Linked DNA regions of Mus musculus: all the other regions are linked to region 3. Evidence: chromatin contacts called from public Hi-C, Micro-C and promoter capture Hi-C data. All regions are on one chromosome and are shown on one strand. The core of a region is the stretch at or near the end of the contact, and the rest is flanking DNA. Distances in the headings are between cores, read along the strand shown.

What was found. Promoter capture Hi-C pulls out the DNA fragments that hold promoters and counts their contacts. Hi-C and Micro-C count contacts between places; a contact is called where the count stands out from the background.
Region 1: a contact with region 3 is called in a Micro-C map of embryonic stem cells, with 3 times the contacts expected there. The contact joins the enhancer-like site here to the promoter of Npr3 in region 3. A contact is called at or near these places in 7 of 484 Hi-C or Micro-C datasets (bone marrow-derived macrophages and embryonic stem cells), 3 of 115 datasets of contacts at active chromatin or transcription factors (all in embryonic stem cells) and 2 of 9 other capture datasets (adipose tissue and liver).
Region 2: a Hi-C map of uterus shows a contact between it and region 3, with 3 times the contacts expected there. The contact joins the enhancer-like site here to the promoter of Npr3 in region 3. A contact is called at or near these places in 8 of 39 promoter capture datasets (the 3T3-L1 cell line, cranial neural crest, embryonic stem cells and 3 more), 7 of 484 Hi-C or Micro-C datasets (the C2C12 cell line, embryonic stem cells, muscle stem cells and 3 more), 14 of 115 datasets of contacts at active chromatin or transcription factors (the NIH/3T3 cell line, craniofacial prominence, embryonic forebrain and 7 more) and 4 of 9 other capture datasets (adipose tissue, embryonic stem cells, liver and 1 more).
Region 4: a promoter capture Hi-C map of second pharyngeal arch cranial neural crest shows a contact between it and region 3, with 2.3 times the contacts expected there. The contact joins the enhancer-like site here to the promoter of Npr3 in region 3. A contact is called at or near these places in 13 of 39 promoter capture datasets (the 3T3-L1 cell line, 3T3-L1-derived adipocytes, cranial neural crest and 8 more), 1 of 15 datasets of contacts at CTCF or cohesin (the NIH/3T3 cell line), 6 of 484 Hi-C or Micro-C datasets (astrocytes, dorsal root ganglion neurons, embryonic fibroblasts and 2 more), 10 of 115 datasets of contacts at active chromatin or transcription factors (the NIH/3T3 cell line, craniofacial prominence, embryonic limb bud and 6 more) and 3 of 9 other capture datasets (adipose tissue, embryonic stem cells and pancreatic islet).

What each region holds. Positions count from the first base shown.
Region 1 is chr15:12,035,358-12,038,975 of GRCm38.p6, reverse strand. No RefSeq gene overlaps it. Among named protein-coding and RNA genes, the nearest start is that of Sub1, 41 kb to the right of the region's middle. Within about 2 kb of position 1,520, at least 67 of the 459 cell types and tissues checked have an H3K27ac peak or open chromatin away from gene starts, as enhancers often do. A contact at or near this core is called in embryonic stem cells, where this site is marked.
Region 2 is chr15:11,695,408-11,698,842 of GRCm38.p6, reverse strand. Gm41271 (a long non-coding RNA gene) reads left to right here. Exons shown (of 3, transcript XR_875039.1): 3 at 1,884-2,033. Among named protein-coding and RNA genes, the nearest start is that of Gm41271, 6.6 kb to the left of the region's middle. Within about 2 kb of position 1,897, at least 13 of the 459 cell types and tissues checked have an H3K27ac peak or open chromatin away from gene starts, as enhancers often do. A contact at or near this core is called in uterus, where this site is marked.
Region 3 is chr15:11,904,225-11,907,484 of GRCm38.p6, reverse strand. It overlaps Npr3 (natriuretic peptide receptor 3), which reads left to right and starts at 1,811. Exons shown (of 8, transcript NM_008728.2): 1 at 1,811-2,599. The coding sequence starts at 1,846. It overlaps Gm5144 (predicted gene 5144), which reads right to left and starts at 960. Exons shown (of 2, transcript NR_131059.1): 1 at 497-960; 2 at 95-375.
Region 4 is chr15:11,772,918-11,776,548 of GRCm38.p6, reverse strand. No RefSeq gene overlaps it. Among named protein-coding and RNA genes, the nearest start is that of Gm34501, 45 kb to the right of the region's middle. Within about 2 kb of position 1,633, at least 4 of the 459 cell types and tissues checked have an H3K27ac peak or open chromatin away from gene starts, as enhancers often do. A contact at or near this core is called in craniofacial prominence, embryonic limb bud and second pharyngeal arch cranial neural crest, where this site is marked.

The DNA.
Region 1 (3,618 bases), core at 271-2,770, 130 kb before region 3:
CTCCAGCCTCAGCCTCTTTTGTGCTGAAATCACAAGTGTGACCACCATGCCCAGCTTGTGACATTTTTGTATATTGCAGGCGCTACTGCTACCCCTGCACACCAATTATTAACAACAACAACAACAACAACAACAACGGAAACATAAATCTTCAACGGAAACATGGCAGGAGACCAGGCGAAGGTGCGTCATGAATTCAGCTCCATCAGCAGGACTCATTGGACCGCTGTGCTTGGCTGCCAGGGCTGCCCTGATTTTAACTTTGATGATTATATATACACCCTGTCCTAGGCACACTCGCTGTCTCACTATCCGCTCCCCTGCTGTTTTATTTATTTTTGCTGTTATTTTTATTTTGGAGTCAGGGTCTCACTGTACAGCCCAGGCTGTTCTTGAACTCAGAATCCTCCTGCTTCAGTCCTTTAAGCACTGGATTTACAAGCATGTCCCACCATGCCCAACCGCCCCTCCCCCCTCTTTCCCGCTTCCCTTCTCCCTCTTGCTTTGACCCTGCTGGCTCCGCCCCCTGCTGGCTCCGCCCCTGCTGGCTCCGCCCCCAACCTCTCTCTTGTTTTGTTGCTTTACATTTCTAACTGGGCTCCTTGCCATAAAGACTCCCAGCTTCCCTGAGAAGCAGGCTGGTGGCACATGTCTTTAATCCTAGCGCTTGAGTGGCAGAGGCAGGCGGATTTCCGAGTTTGAGGCCAGCCTGGCCTACAGAGTGAGTTTCAGGACAGTCAGGGCTACACAGAGAAACCCTGTCTCGACAAACAAACAAACAACAAAAACAACAGAAAGAGAGAGAGAGAGAGAGAGAGAGAGAGAGAGAGAGAGAGAGAGAGAGAGAGAGAGAATCAAACCCAGATAACCACACCATTGGCTTCTGAACAGCTGCTCTACCAGCTATTTTTGCTGTTGCAGAGTTGGGCTACTGTCAGGTATCATGGCTCACATCTGAAGTCCCAGTATGTGGGAAGCTGAGGCAGGAGGATAGCTACAAGTCTGGGGTGAGCCTAGGCTACACAGTGAGTTTTAAGCTAGCCTGAGCTACAGACTCAGATGCTGTCTTACCTCCCTGCCAAAAGCCAGGCGGTATTAAGTGGAGAAGAAGCTGATTAAGCCAATAGAAACGTGGAATTTTATTAAGACAATTAATGGTAGCATACATGAAATGCAAGAAGCAGGCATGTGCTCTTAAGAAGTGAGCTGGATCTCGGACGGCCCACTTTATGAACTCATTTTAACTGAGGGGAGGATCATTCGTGAATTAACGTAGGAAAAAGTGGGGAAAATTCCAAGAATGGGTTCGCTCCTCCTCTATGCTCTAACCTGAATGATCTTACCTGAAGGGGGAGAGGGAGGAGGAAACCCATCAGGAGTGGTACTGTACCTGGACTGGAGGTTCTTGGTTGTATCACAAAGTAAGCTAAACAAGTTACCCGAGTAAGCCAGGGGGCAGTGTTCCTCCGTGGCTTCTGCTTCCATTCCTGCACCGACCTCCCCAGGTTTTCTGAACAAGCTTGCATATTGCTCAACTCCTGGTGCAGGGAAGCCTTTATAGTGAAACAAAGGACAGTTAACACTGTCACAGCCTTGCTGGTCCCAGCAGGTTTGGAGCTCTCCTGTGTCTTCACTGTTTGAGTTTGAGTGGTCACATGGTGTCTTACTGTCGTGCAGTCCCGTGTTGCATCAGCCTCTAGCCACTGGGGTACCTTTCCTCGGATTTCCTTAATTTACGAGAGCTGTAGCACCATCCTAGAGAGGCTGGTTGTCCTCTGGGCTTTAGCTGACCTGAGAGGACAAGATTCAAAACATCACCGAGCTTCTTAGTCCTTTTATCTTACTTGGTTGGATCCAGAAGGCCAATTGCACCAGTCAACAAAGCTTCAGAGGGTCCCAGATTAGACCCCAAAGTAGCAGTGGGAGACGGAGCTCACTGTTGTCACCCAGGCGTTGCTGGATCGGATCTTGGCTTATGCTTCAGGAAAGAATCCCGACTGAGTCTGTGAGATCCTTAGCTTTAACTGTCCAATTGCCACAGTCTATAATCATTTGGTAAAGGCATCTCAGCAAGGCACTGCCCACACTGAGTTGGCCTGTGGCCATGTCTGTGGGGATTGTGAGTAGCACTATGTCCTAGGTGAGGGTGGAGGAGTAGAGGTGGTGGGTGTGGAGGGGGTGGGGGTGGCCCTGAACTGTGGAGGAGCAGAGAAATCTCCTTGAGCACTAGGAAGCTGAACATGTGTGCATTCGTTTCTCTCTGCCTGCCTGCCTGAGATGTGGCCAGCCAGTTGTCTCAAGCTCCTGCAGCGGTGTCTTCACCGTAAGGGTGGGCTGTGACCTGAACGGTGAGCTAAAGAACATACTTGCCCCCCCCCCCCCCAGTCTCAATTTGTCAGGGTATTTTAATCTCAGCAGCAGAAACAAAGCTACAAGTCAGGATGAAGCAAACTTGTGGCTACTAAGTAAAGAAGGGAGCTGTTTTATTTTATTTTTTTTTGTTTCTGTTTTTTTGTTTTTTTGGGGGGGGTTGTTTGTTTGTTTGTTTGAGACAGGGTTTCTCTGTGTAGCTCTGGCTGTCCTAAAACTCACAGAGATCTGCTTGTCTCTGCCTCCAGAGTGCTAGGGTTAAAGCTGTGCACTACCACAGAGAGCTAAGAAGGATGTTTTTTGTTGTTTGTTTGTTTTGTTTTTTGGTTTTTGGTTTTTGGTTTTGGTTTTGGTTTTGGTTTTGGTTTTGGTTTTGGTTTTGGTTTTTTTTGTTTTTTTTTTTTTTGAGACAGGGTTTCTCTGTGTAGCCCCGGCTGTTCTGGAACTCACTCTGTAGAACAGGCTGGCCTTAGAACTCACAGAAATCTAGCGCTTCTGCCCCCTAAGTTCTGGGAGTCATTAAGTAAAGGGAAATGTTGAGTTTACTAAGAGAAGAGCTGAAGTGCGCACTCAAGGCAAGGAGTAAGCACAAGTTCCTCAAGAAAGTCATAGAAAAACTTTCAGAATTAGTGAGACGTCTGGCACAGGGACCTTCTGCTGGCCTGAAGACCAGACTTCCATTAGGGATCCCGTAAAGATAGCAATCAAATGGTCACTCCCTAGAGTTGTTCTCTGCTCTCTCCATCAGAGGGAGGGAGGGAGGGAGGGAGGGAGGGAGGGAGGGAGGGAGGGAGGGAGGGAGAGAGAGAGAGAGAGAGAGAGAGAGAGAGAGAGAGAGAGAGAGAGAGAGAGACCGGGCCTGGCATTCACCCCAGTGAGAACACCTCTTCCAACAAGGCCACACCCCCTAATCCTTCCCAAACGCTTCCACTAACTGGGGACCAAGCATTCAAACATCCCCATTCAAACCACCACAATAAATAATACAAGCTTGTCTTCTGATTTCTGACACCTCCTGGGGTAGACTCAGCTGGCAAGGCTGGGATTTACAGCTCTTTGCTGTGTTAGCTTTTGGAATCCAACTGCCTTGTCTGTGACTCCTCCTCAAACCATCCTGGCTTCTTGCTTCCATCATCTCCTAAGTCAAATGTGACTCCTTCTCAGAAGGACACTTGTGATTATAGTTTAGATCTTACAAATGGCTCAGAATAAGCTCCTCATCTCAAGATCCTTAACTCAATCACACAC
Region 2 (3,435 bases), core at 648-3,147, 210 kb after region 3:
TACAAACAATTTTACAAGTTCATACTATGGGAGATGTGGCTCTGGAGTGGCAAATTGGATGATCATTTGGGGGATTAGTTGATTAAGAGCCACACATCTCCCCAGGATCAAGGAAGTTCAGGATGACATGAATGCAGCAGAAGTTTCTACGTGAGAGATTTGATGCTTGCAGTCAATATAGGAATTGCTGTTTACAGCTCTTGGGCACAAAAGTATTCTAGGAGTGACAAACTAAAGTCTAAAGGGAGCAATTAGAACCACCAATTAGATCTACACAGTCTTATATTATGAGAAAATGACAAATAAATACATAAATTTATAAGAGTTTGTAAGAACATGTTTTCAGGGCAGTGTGACTGATTTAAATGCTAATGTGGAGCAGGGACTATTCTGGTTAGGTTTTAGAATCAACAAAGAGAGTTTATAAGGAGCTCGTCAAAAGATAAAGAAGTAAACTTTCTAAGTCAACAGCTTAGCTTCTCCTCACAAAGATGGCCTTCGGGAGATTGAGCATCATGGGACATGCTGAAAGGCTGACCCACCACCACAATGGCAGGTCATCCGGATGAGACTGAAGCCCTGCATGGGAGGCTAGATCACTGTGAGTGATTTTCAGATGTCCCACAGGAATCTCGGACTCTACTGAAGAAACGAGCAGTATAATGAATGAGGACTATAGCTCCTACCCCTGCCCTAGCTGCCTAGACAGATTCTATTTCACAAGTGGTCTTTTAATAGATATTTGACTGTATATGAGATGCATACAATTAAAATATCATAAATCAATAAAGAATATAATTTCTGAGGTCAGTGTTGATGTGATTTTATGATTCTAACCATATGGCAATATCTAGCTTTCAAAGCATCACTCATTATGTTGTTATGAGGCTGCAGTAGCTCTGCTTAATGAATTGCTGGGGCTCGGAAGGCCCAGCCTGAAGGGAGAGAAGTGAATAGGAGCCTGTGATTTGGACCAGACAGACAATGTGCAGGAAGATTGAGAAGGACAACATCTAAATCAATTGATCAAACTGTAACAAACTCAGGAAACGAAAAAGCTGTGGACTTTGCGTCTGGGACACTGGAGTGACTTCTAGGAGTAGATGCTGCTTGTGTTATAGTTATTTTGAAAGAGGAAACACCCCTGGCTACCAACAACCTAATAAATTCTGGTATTTCTTAAAATTAGATTTCATTTTCAGTGCAAGTGCTAATTTTTTTGAGTTGCTTGCAGAAAACTCAAGTCTCCGAGGACCAAGCAGAAGGCTGATTTGAGTTCTTCGGTACCTTAGCATTTTAAGAGCTCTGGGATGATTCCAGAGGGAACACATCCTTCTTTAGCCAAAAAAGCAATTGATAATTTCAGTGTTTTCCCAGACATGATCTCACTGCTGCCTCTTGACAATGACTAACAATGATGCAAGGACATCCATTTTCATTTTATTTCCCAGGTGGGAGAACTGAAGATTAGAAATATTTAGTGATGAGCCCAAATCAAACAGCGTCTCACTGGGGGATACTAGTGCTTTGATCTCGAGTTTCAAACTCCTTTGTGATATCTTCAGTACGTGCTTCCTTTGTGTGTGTGTGTCTATGATGGGTGTCTCAGTTCCTTTAAGTTGTGTGCTCTTTGTCAGGCTCTCTGTGTCTCTGACAGCAAACTACATTTCAACAGAGCCAAAGCTTTGAATGTATCAGTGAGCAAAAAAAAAAAAAAAAAAAAAAATCTCCAGCTTAGACTCAAAAGGGAATGGCCCTATTAAAAAACAACAGACCTCTGGAAATAAACAAGGCAAAAAAATTATCTCAGCCCAGTGACTCAGCAAACTGTGCTGTGATAGCTTGTGGTGATTGCTTTTTATTTTTGTTTTTGTTTCCTTAAGTATCTATGGTGAGAGAAGCATGCAGACGAGCAACAGGCCCTCCTTTGAGTGACTACTTTCTCTTGAGAGTGTCTGCTCTCCTGCGGTGTGCTGAGTAGCTGATGTGTGAACTTGTTCTGACAAAACATGTTGGATTCTATTTCTAAAGGCAAAGGTAAAGGCCCAATAAAAAGCAAGATTTATCCCAAATGGTTCCCTTAAAGTGAGTCAATTTTCCTTTTATTTTATGCATGTCTCTGTGTGTGTGTGTGTGTGTTTGTGTGTGCACTCATGCATGGGTGTGCATGTGTGCATGTGTGTGTATGGGGGCATATGCGTATTTGCATACAGAGGACAACCTCCGATGTGTCATTCCTTAGGATTGTCTATTTTTCCTTTCCTTTGTTCTTTCTTCCTTTACATTTCTTTTTTTCTTAAGACATGGTCTCTCAGTGATCTGGAGTTTGCCAAGTAGGTTAGACAGGCTGTAGCAAAGAATCTTACAGTTAACTGAGCTACAAAGACCTAATCTTGCTTTTTTTCTTCTTTTCTTCTCTCTCTGTCTCTCTGACTCTATATTTTCTCTCTCTCTCTCTTTCTTTCTCCCTCTCTCCCTTACACACACACACACACACACACACACACACACACACACAGAGTTGAACAACAAATGCATGTGGCTGTTACAATGTACCAAGTGCTGCAAATGCATTAGGCTGCCCATATGTAGTCAGCAGAGCCCGAAGCACTTAAACAGCAGCAGGGAAAGTTGCCCTGCCGCTGGTTGGCAGCTCTTTATAACCTGTGTGGTTGTGTATGCACTGTAGGATAATAAAGAAGCATCGTGGACTAAATGATTTTTCCTCTTTTAAGCTGTTCTCTCAGAAGTGTTGGTTAGAACTAGACAAATGTGACTAACGCATGCAGGGACTGTTGCATCTACAATCATTTTGGATGGCTACCAATGGTATCTATGAGCATTGTGTCTTATGTTTGGCTCTTAGCAGTGGGGACATGGACCAATATAATCAATAAAATTTTTTTAAAAATTCCTAATTCATGCTAGTGAGGTATTCCGATTTTAAAGTTAAAGGAGATAGTATGAAAACAAAGCAAAATAACCTTTTATCAAAAGCACAGAGGACTGAGTGAAATCTCTTGAGGGTGTTTAAACAAGTATAGGTTAAGGGGTGATGAGAGGGCTCAGCAGTTAAGAACACTGGCTGCTCTTCCAGAGGACCCAGATTCAACTCCTCGTATCTGTATGGCAGCTCGCAGGCTCCTGCTATTCCAGTTCCAGAGGATCAAAGATCCTCCAGCTTCCACGGGCACCAAGCCTGCAAGGGGTGCACAGACACACACGCAGTCAAAACATTCAAATGCTTACAATAGTAATTAAAAGATAAAACTGTGTATGTGTGTACATAAACTCGTGAGCATGTGAAGGTTCGAGGTGAAACTTGAACTTTAACCACTGAGCCATCTCCCCAGCTCCCTAGACTGGGACACTTTGCCTAGTGTCTTTTACCCTGTGGGAATTGGCATTTTTCAATGTCAGAGGCTTGGGGTTGAA
Region 3 (3,260 bases), core at 562-3,061:
AGAATCGCGTTCAAGATCCTGCCGAAAGAGGGCGTAAGTTTAAGTTAAGATTGGAGCACACACTGACGCCCAGCCAAATGAAAGAACATTTAGAAACATTTTAAATTAACTTTAATTTGCAAGACTTTGGTGTCAGAACTACCTTGTGTAATACAGCCTGTTCTCGCCGTAAATGTCTTTGCTGCGTGACCACGAAAAGAGGGTGCAGGGCCCTCTGGACCTGCGCAGCTGCTCGGTTCAGAGACGCGCCTCTCTGGTCTGAGACTTCTCCACAATCCTTTCCACTCCGTCTGCATCGCTGTGGTAGCTGTGACCAGTGGAAAGACTGGGTCTACCGGGCAGGACCTTTCTGGGCATCCTAGACTATCGGGCATCCTGGAACAGAAGCGCTGGGGTTGGCAGACTGCTTTTTAGGTACTTAAAGATTCTCTGGGGGAAGATCTGGGGGGCCGGGAAGCGGGAGTCCCTTTTAGTTGCCTGGTTTAGCAAATAGTACCTTAGGGTGATGCTTTTCAAGCTCCGCGACACTTCCTGGAGCGGAATCATTTATCCAACATCGGAAGCAACAAGTTTCGCTTTTCTGGTCTCAGTGACCCCGCGGAGGGGCTGCGCACTGGGACACGGTGACGCTGCGCCCACTGTGATTCTAGCGTGTCCCAGCAGCCCAGAGGGAGGAGGGCACCCACGCCGGGTGGGGGAAGGAGCGGTGCGACACCGTGCAGGCCAGATGGGCTTACCAGCTCTGCAAATGAATTTTCCTGCACCAGGACCTTGTTCCTTGTTCCCCGACCTTGCTCCAGGGACCAGAAAGGTCAGGTGCGGGACAGGACTGGGCGCACCCAGACAGAACGTGGCCAGATCAAGAAAAGAGGTGAGAGTCTATGGAGTTTTGCAAGGAAGCCACCAATTTGGAGAAACATTTCCCCTTCGTTTTTGCAGTGTGTGTGTATGAGTGTGTGCTTTGTGTATGTGCGCGCACTCATTTCTTTCAAACATATATACACTTTTTTTTTTTTTTTTTTTTTTAATCCTGGGGTTGGAGAAAGCGGAGCCAGGGAGAGGCGGGGACCTTAGAGTAACGCTGTGCCGCGAGGTCTCCCGCGGGTGTAGACGTGGGCGGTTGCGGCTTTGGGCCAAATCTGAGCACCGGCAACTAGTGGGGCTTAGGGACCCGGCAACCGCGAGTAGGCCAGGGGTGCGGGGAGGAGCCCTGATGTAAGAATGTTAATGAGAGGCTCCCCCAGCCCAGCCCCCACCCCGCCCCACCCCCACCCACCCCACCCGTTGCAGAGACAAGCCCGGCCTCGGCGCGCCATGTGTGGTAACGCGCTGCGCCGCTGCCACGCTATTTAAACCCCGGCTATGGATCCAGAAAGCCGCGCGAATCAATGGGATCAAACGCGAAGGAGGTGCACCGTCAATTACAAGCACTTGGACAAGTTTAACTTTTTTTTTTCTTTTACAAATAAGGCCTTCAAACGCAACCTTAGCAACGCCCAAATAAGAAGCCACCTCTAAGCCAAATAGCCTATGTGCAAAGGGAGGGAGAATATATATATTGATAATAAGTCTATATGTATATTACAGACGCACAGGTTTACATTCTGTGAACTTTTTTCTTTCTTTCTTTGCTTTAAAATTTTTTTTTTTATTTTTTAAACCTAGGGACATTGTAGAGGAATCTTCCTATCTTTTGGCGAGTTACTGAAGGGGGTATTCTGTTTTCTTGGAGCGCCCAAGGGGGCGCAGGGACAGAGGAAAGAAAAGAGCTGGGAGGAAAAGGGCAGGGTGGGTGGGGGGCAGAGGGCGAGCCGGCGGCCAGGGCGAGCGCTTGCTGGCAACACGATGCGGTCCTTGCTGCTGTTCACTTTCTCGGCGTGCGTGCTGCTGGCCCGGGTGCTGCTGGCTGGCGGCGCGAGCAGCGGCGCCGGGGACACCCGGCCAGGCAGCAGGCGCCGGGCGAGAGAGGCGCTGGCGGCTCAAAAGATCGAGGTGCTTGTTCTATTGCCCCGGGACGATTCGTACTTGTTCTCGCTGGCCCGGGTGAGGCCGGCCATCGAGTACGCGCTGCGTAGCGTGGAGGGCAATGGCACCGGGAGGAAGCTGCTGCCGCCAGGCACTCGCTTCCAGGTGGCCTACGAAGACTCGGACTGCGGCAACCGCGCGCTCTTCAGTCTTGTGGACCGCGTGGCGGCGGCGCGCGGCGCCAAGCCGGATCTCATCCTGGGGCCCGTGTGCGAGTACGCGGCGGCGCCGGTGGCTCGGCTGGCGTCTCACTGGGACCTGCCGATGCTGTCCGCAGGAGCGCTGGCCGCCGGTTTCCAGCACAAGGACACGGAATACTCGCACCTCACGCGCGTGGCGCCTGCCTACGCCAAGATGGGAGAGATGATGCTCGCTCTGTTTCGCCACCACCACTGGAGCCGTGCAGCCCTGGTCTACAGCGACGACAAACTCGAGAGGAACTGTTATTTCACCCTCGAGGGGGTCCACGAGGTTTTTCAGGAGGAGGGGTTGCACACGTCTGCCTACAATTTCGACGAGACCAAAGACTTGGACCTGGACGACATAGTGCGCTACATCCAAGGCAGCGAGCGAGGTGAGCGGGAGCGGGACCAGGGGGGTCCTTGGCTCTGACTCAGCGGTTCTCAGTGGCTCTCCCCCAAACCCCACCAAGTCAATCTTCTGCAGACCCCACCCTTCCCCGTAACCCAAGGACCCGTGGAGGTCGCGCGGGGGCTTGTCCAAGTGTGAGCTGCCTGATCCAGGGACGGGTGGAGGATAGCCCATCGCGGTGGAAGGGGTGTGCCTACACAGTCTCGGGGAGGTGGATCTGGCCAGTCGAGGGAACGTCTGAGCCGCTTGCTAGCGCCATCCCAGGTATGACAGGTGTGGCTAAACACCAAGGGTTTTCCCCCTCTTCGACAGCTCCGGAGTCCCGTGAGTTCCAGGAATTCCCTACTCTGTCCATTGCAGTCGCGCGCCCCCTGGCAGGGCCACAGCGTCTGGGGACGCCCCAGCAGTCTCGCAGCTTCTTGACTAGCTGGGGGTTGGGACGCATCTCCTGGCTCCCCTGGCTGCTCTTTCCACTGACCCTAGGTCTCTTTTTAAAGCCTTCCTTTTAGATTCCTTCCATGCCCTTTCTAGTGTCTTACAAGCTTCGATACAAGCACCAGAAGTGCGTCGCCGTGTCTGAATTCAGGCGACTCTCACTTCCCCCGGGAGCTTTGGGCTTCGAAGCCTCTGAAAGCGCGCGCAGA
Region 4 (3,631 bases), core at 384-2,883, 130 kb after region 3:
CTTTTTATATTTAAGGATTCCTCTTCATTTTTATTTTTATTTTTTAATGTGTAATAGGTGACTTTGTCTGCATGAGTATCTATGCATCACATGTGCAGTGCCTGCGGAGGCCTGAAGAGGGTATTAGATGCCCTAGGACTAGAGGTATATATGATTGTGAACCAGTATGCAAATGTTGGGAATCAAACCTGGATCCTCTGGAAGAGCAGTAGGTGCACTGAACTGGTGTGCAATTGTTTTGGTGTCTAGTATTTTACTATTTCTGATGCTACTAGAAGTAGGGTAGGTTTGTAGTTACTGTATGTGTACTATAGGGCACCCATGCATTTATTGTTTATGTACACACAGATATGACACAAATACACACACACACACACACACACCAAATATTGCACATAAAATATGCTTGTAGCTGTTGATGAGAGTTGTCAGTAAAAAGTTTTCTGACTACCATGACATTTACAGTGTTAAGAATTTATATAGATGAATGGTTAGAAACATCTCTACTCTGCATTTCCTTCCTTTAATATTTTAAGAGAATATTTTTTCTGAAGTTACTTGTGGCCATCTTTGTTCACCCAGGCTTTGGGAAGTGGTAAATACAAAGAGAAAAATCTTAGAATCTGGATTCAGGCTCTAGTGGTGAACTTCCTGCTTTAGGTAAGTGTCTCTTACCTATGGAGGTCACTGTGTTATTGTAAGCTTGAGATTTGCTAAATGGGAAAACCAAAATCTGCTTCACAGAGTTCTGAGAATTAAATGATGCATCTCCCATGAGCGTTCTTTATACTAAGATATGAAGGTACACAGTCTGGGTGATCCATGAAAGCATTCACCACATTCCCTTCATTCCTCAAGAAGGAACACAGGATTTTGAAAGATTTATCTATTGTGTTTATTCTACGAACTCATACTCTCAGTACAATTCAATATTAGGAACGATAGTAAATGTGCAAAATACTTGTGTTGTACATGGACATATATTGTTTTTTACGTGATAAATGAGGAGTCAGTGTTCCTACTTTTTGGCAGTGGCATACAGAAGAGCTAACTGATTTAAATAGAGACCATGGTAGCCAATCATGGCTCCTTTCTTAGGACAATCATAGACAAAGACCATTACAATATATTTTTTCCAATGAAAGTAAATGATGTGGATACATTTTCCTATAAACACACAGTTAATGGGAACACCAGAAGCTGCTCATAATCTTGATATTTGTGAGTGGTTCTTAGTTAGGTGAACAGCAGGGGAAGAGGGTATAGGTAGCTTTGGGGATAGCATTTGAAATGTAAATGAAGAAAATATCTAATAAAAAACAGAAAAAAAATTTCTACCTGAACATTTTAGTGATGGATGTTTTTCTTGGTTACTTAACATCCCTTCAGCATCCTTCAGGCTTAGGATGCTAAATTCAAAATAAGGCTCTCGTTTTATGTCTGTTTTATAGATACATAACTTTTTAAATAGTTCTGATACAATGTGAGACTTTGATTTCTCCAAAAAAAAAGTAGAAAAGAAAATACGTTTGAAAATATCATGTGTGATTGAGGTAAGCTGATCCAATAAGACGTCTCAGACACGGTTCAGAGGGTGCAAATGCATTCCAGATGACACGTGAGTCTCACTAAGTAGAAATGTCCGAGGAGCTTTAACAGATGGTTAGTAAAGCAGATCTTTTGGAGGAGCCCAAGCCCCAGGTATTAGTGAGCCTGTTTGATCAGAGGAATTGGAAATGGCTTAAAGAATGCTGTGCCTGGAAGAAATAGCATGATCCAAGAAGAACATTTGAAAGAAATTAAGTTTTTTTTTCCCCTAAGCTTATTTGTCTTGTGTAGAAGTCCCATTGACAATCTACTCCTGGCCAAAGCATCCCATTAGAATGTAGATGGAGAAGATTTCTTTATTGATGGGGATTTGTAAACAAATAGGATGAATGTAATGAACTTAAAGGGTGTTAGCAAAAATTACATGTGTATCCTTGTCTATGGATTTGAGAAGGGAAGTAGAAAGGATAAAAGAGTTCGGTTCTTCCCTTGGGTGTTAGGTATTGTTTTGAGTATAGAAGTAGTGTTGGCATCTCCATGCCTTAGTCTCCTTTGTGAAATCCTTCTCCCAGACTGTAAGACAGCTCCTTGTGAGCAAGACATCTCTCCACCTTTAAAATGAAAACAATGAGTTGTATTTCTCTTTCTGAATAAGAACACATGAACGTTATGTTAGGTTTTTTGATTTATTAGCAAGGGCTGACAATGATTCATATCTGCTAGGGACTGAGTCTGGGAAGAGAAATGAGAATTAAAAAAATGTTTAGAGAAACCAAAGATCTGAAAGAATATTGATTGGATTTATATCGTAGGAGTAATCATCGGGGTCTATAAAATTGATTTCTAGGGATTGGCAGTGAGTCGGTTTAGAGCTTATTTTTCACCAGAGAACATTTTGGAGGTATATTAATCAGAGTCAAAAGGGTGTGCTCCGTTAACAAGCCCAATATCTCAGTGACTGAGGCACATCATTTTGTTTCTTGAGCCTGCTTTGTACTTAAGAGCCAAGTCTGAAGAAGGCTTCAGCATTTTTCCAGCTGAGGAACATTCGGGTATGCAACCTTGGCTGCCATAAAGGAAGAAGAGAGAGTTTAGGGTCTTGTCTTGACAAAGACTTCTGTGCAGGTCAATCTATTCAAATCTTTTGAATATGGAGTCAAATTACCTACTCTATCTTCCAGGGGATGGGGAATATATCCTGTGTTGTAAGAAAGGGGCAAAAAGATCCCAACACAAACTCTACTGCAAGAAAGCAGATAATAATAAAAGATGAGAAGAGGAAAACATTTATCATAAGGCGAAGGACCTTGGAATATTTTCCAGTCCACCTTAGGATAAGATACAATCTAGTTGCCCTGTTTGATAGTGCACATGACCTTTGGCTTCTGTGTGCTTATATGACTTCACTTTTTCTTGCTCTTGACAAGTTTCTTCACCTTTTGGATATTTTCTGTTCTTAGTGTGAACCAAGCTTGTACTTCCTCAGACGATCTTGCATTTACTGTTCATTGTGCCTGGGATGCTCGCCTTCTCCTCAAACATGTGCCTGCAACTCACACAGTATTTCATGTGCCTTCTACTCACACAGTATTTGGCCATAATCTTAGAGACAACTTACTCAACTCATCAGTCCAAATAAGCCACAGTTCCTAGCTATTTCCTACCTATGTAGCTGTTGCATTTAAGTTTTCCCTCTCTGCTCCTTCCTTCCTCCTCTCCCTCCATTCCTTTTCTTATCTTGTGGAGTTTGGGGCCTTGCTTATCTAGAAATATGCTCTACCATATCTTCCGTTTTTAGGCTAGAATGTGCAATCATATAATATTTCCATATTTATTTGTCTCTTTCCGAGTTGTTTTTCTTCACTGCACTATGCTCATTTGACTAAGGATTTTGGTTATCTACTTCACCAGTGTATCCCCAGGATGCAGGAAGCATCTAAGAAATGTTCGTTCAATAAATGAACTCAGAAAGGGCTGACCAGAGTGCTATGGAGGCTATAACCACCAAAATGCCCTCATGGATGTAAAAAACAGGTACTTTCAACATTAACAACCATACCAAGGAAAGATCTCCAAGACCAAT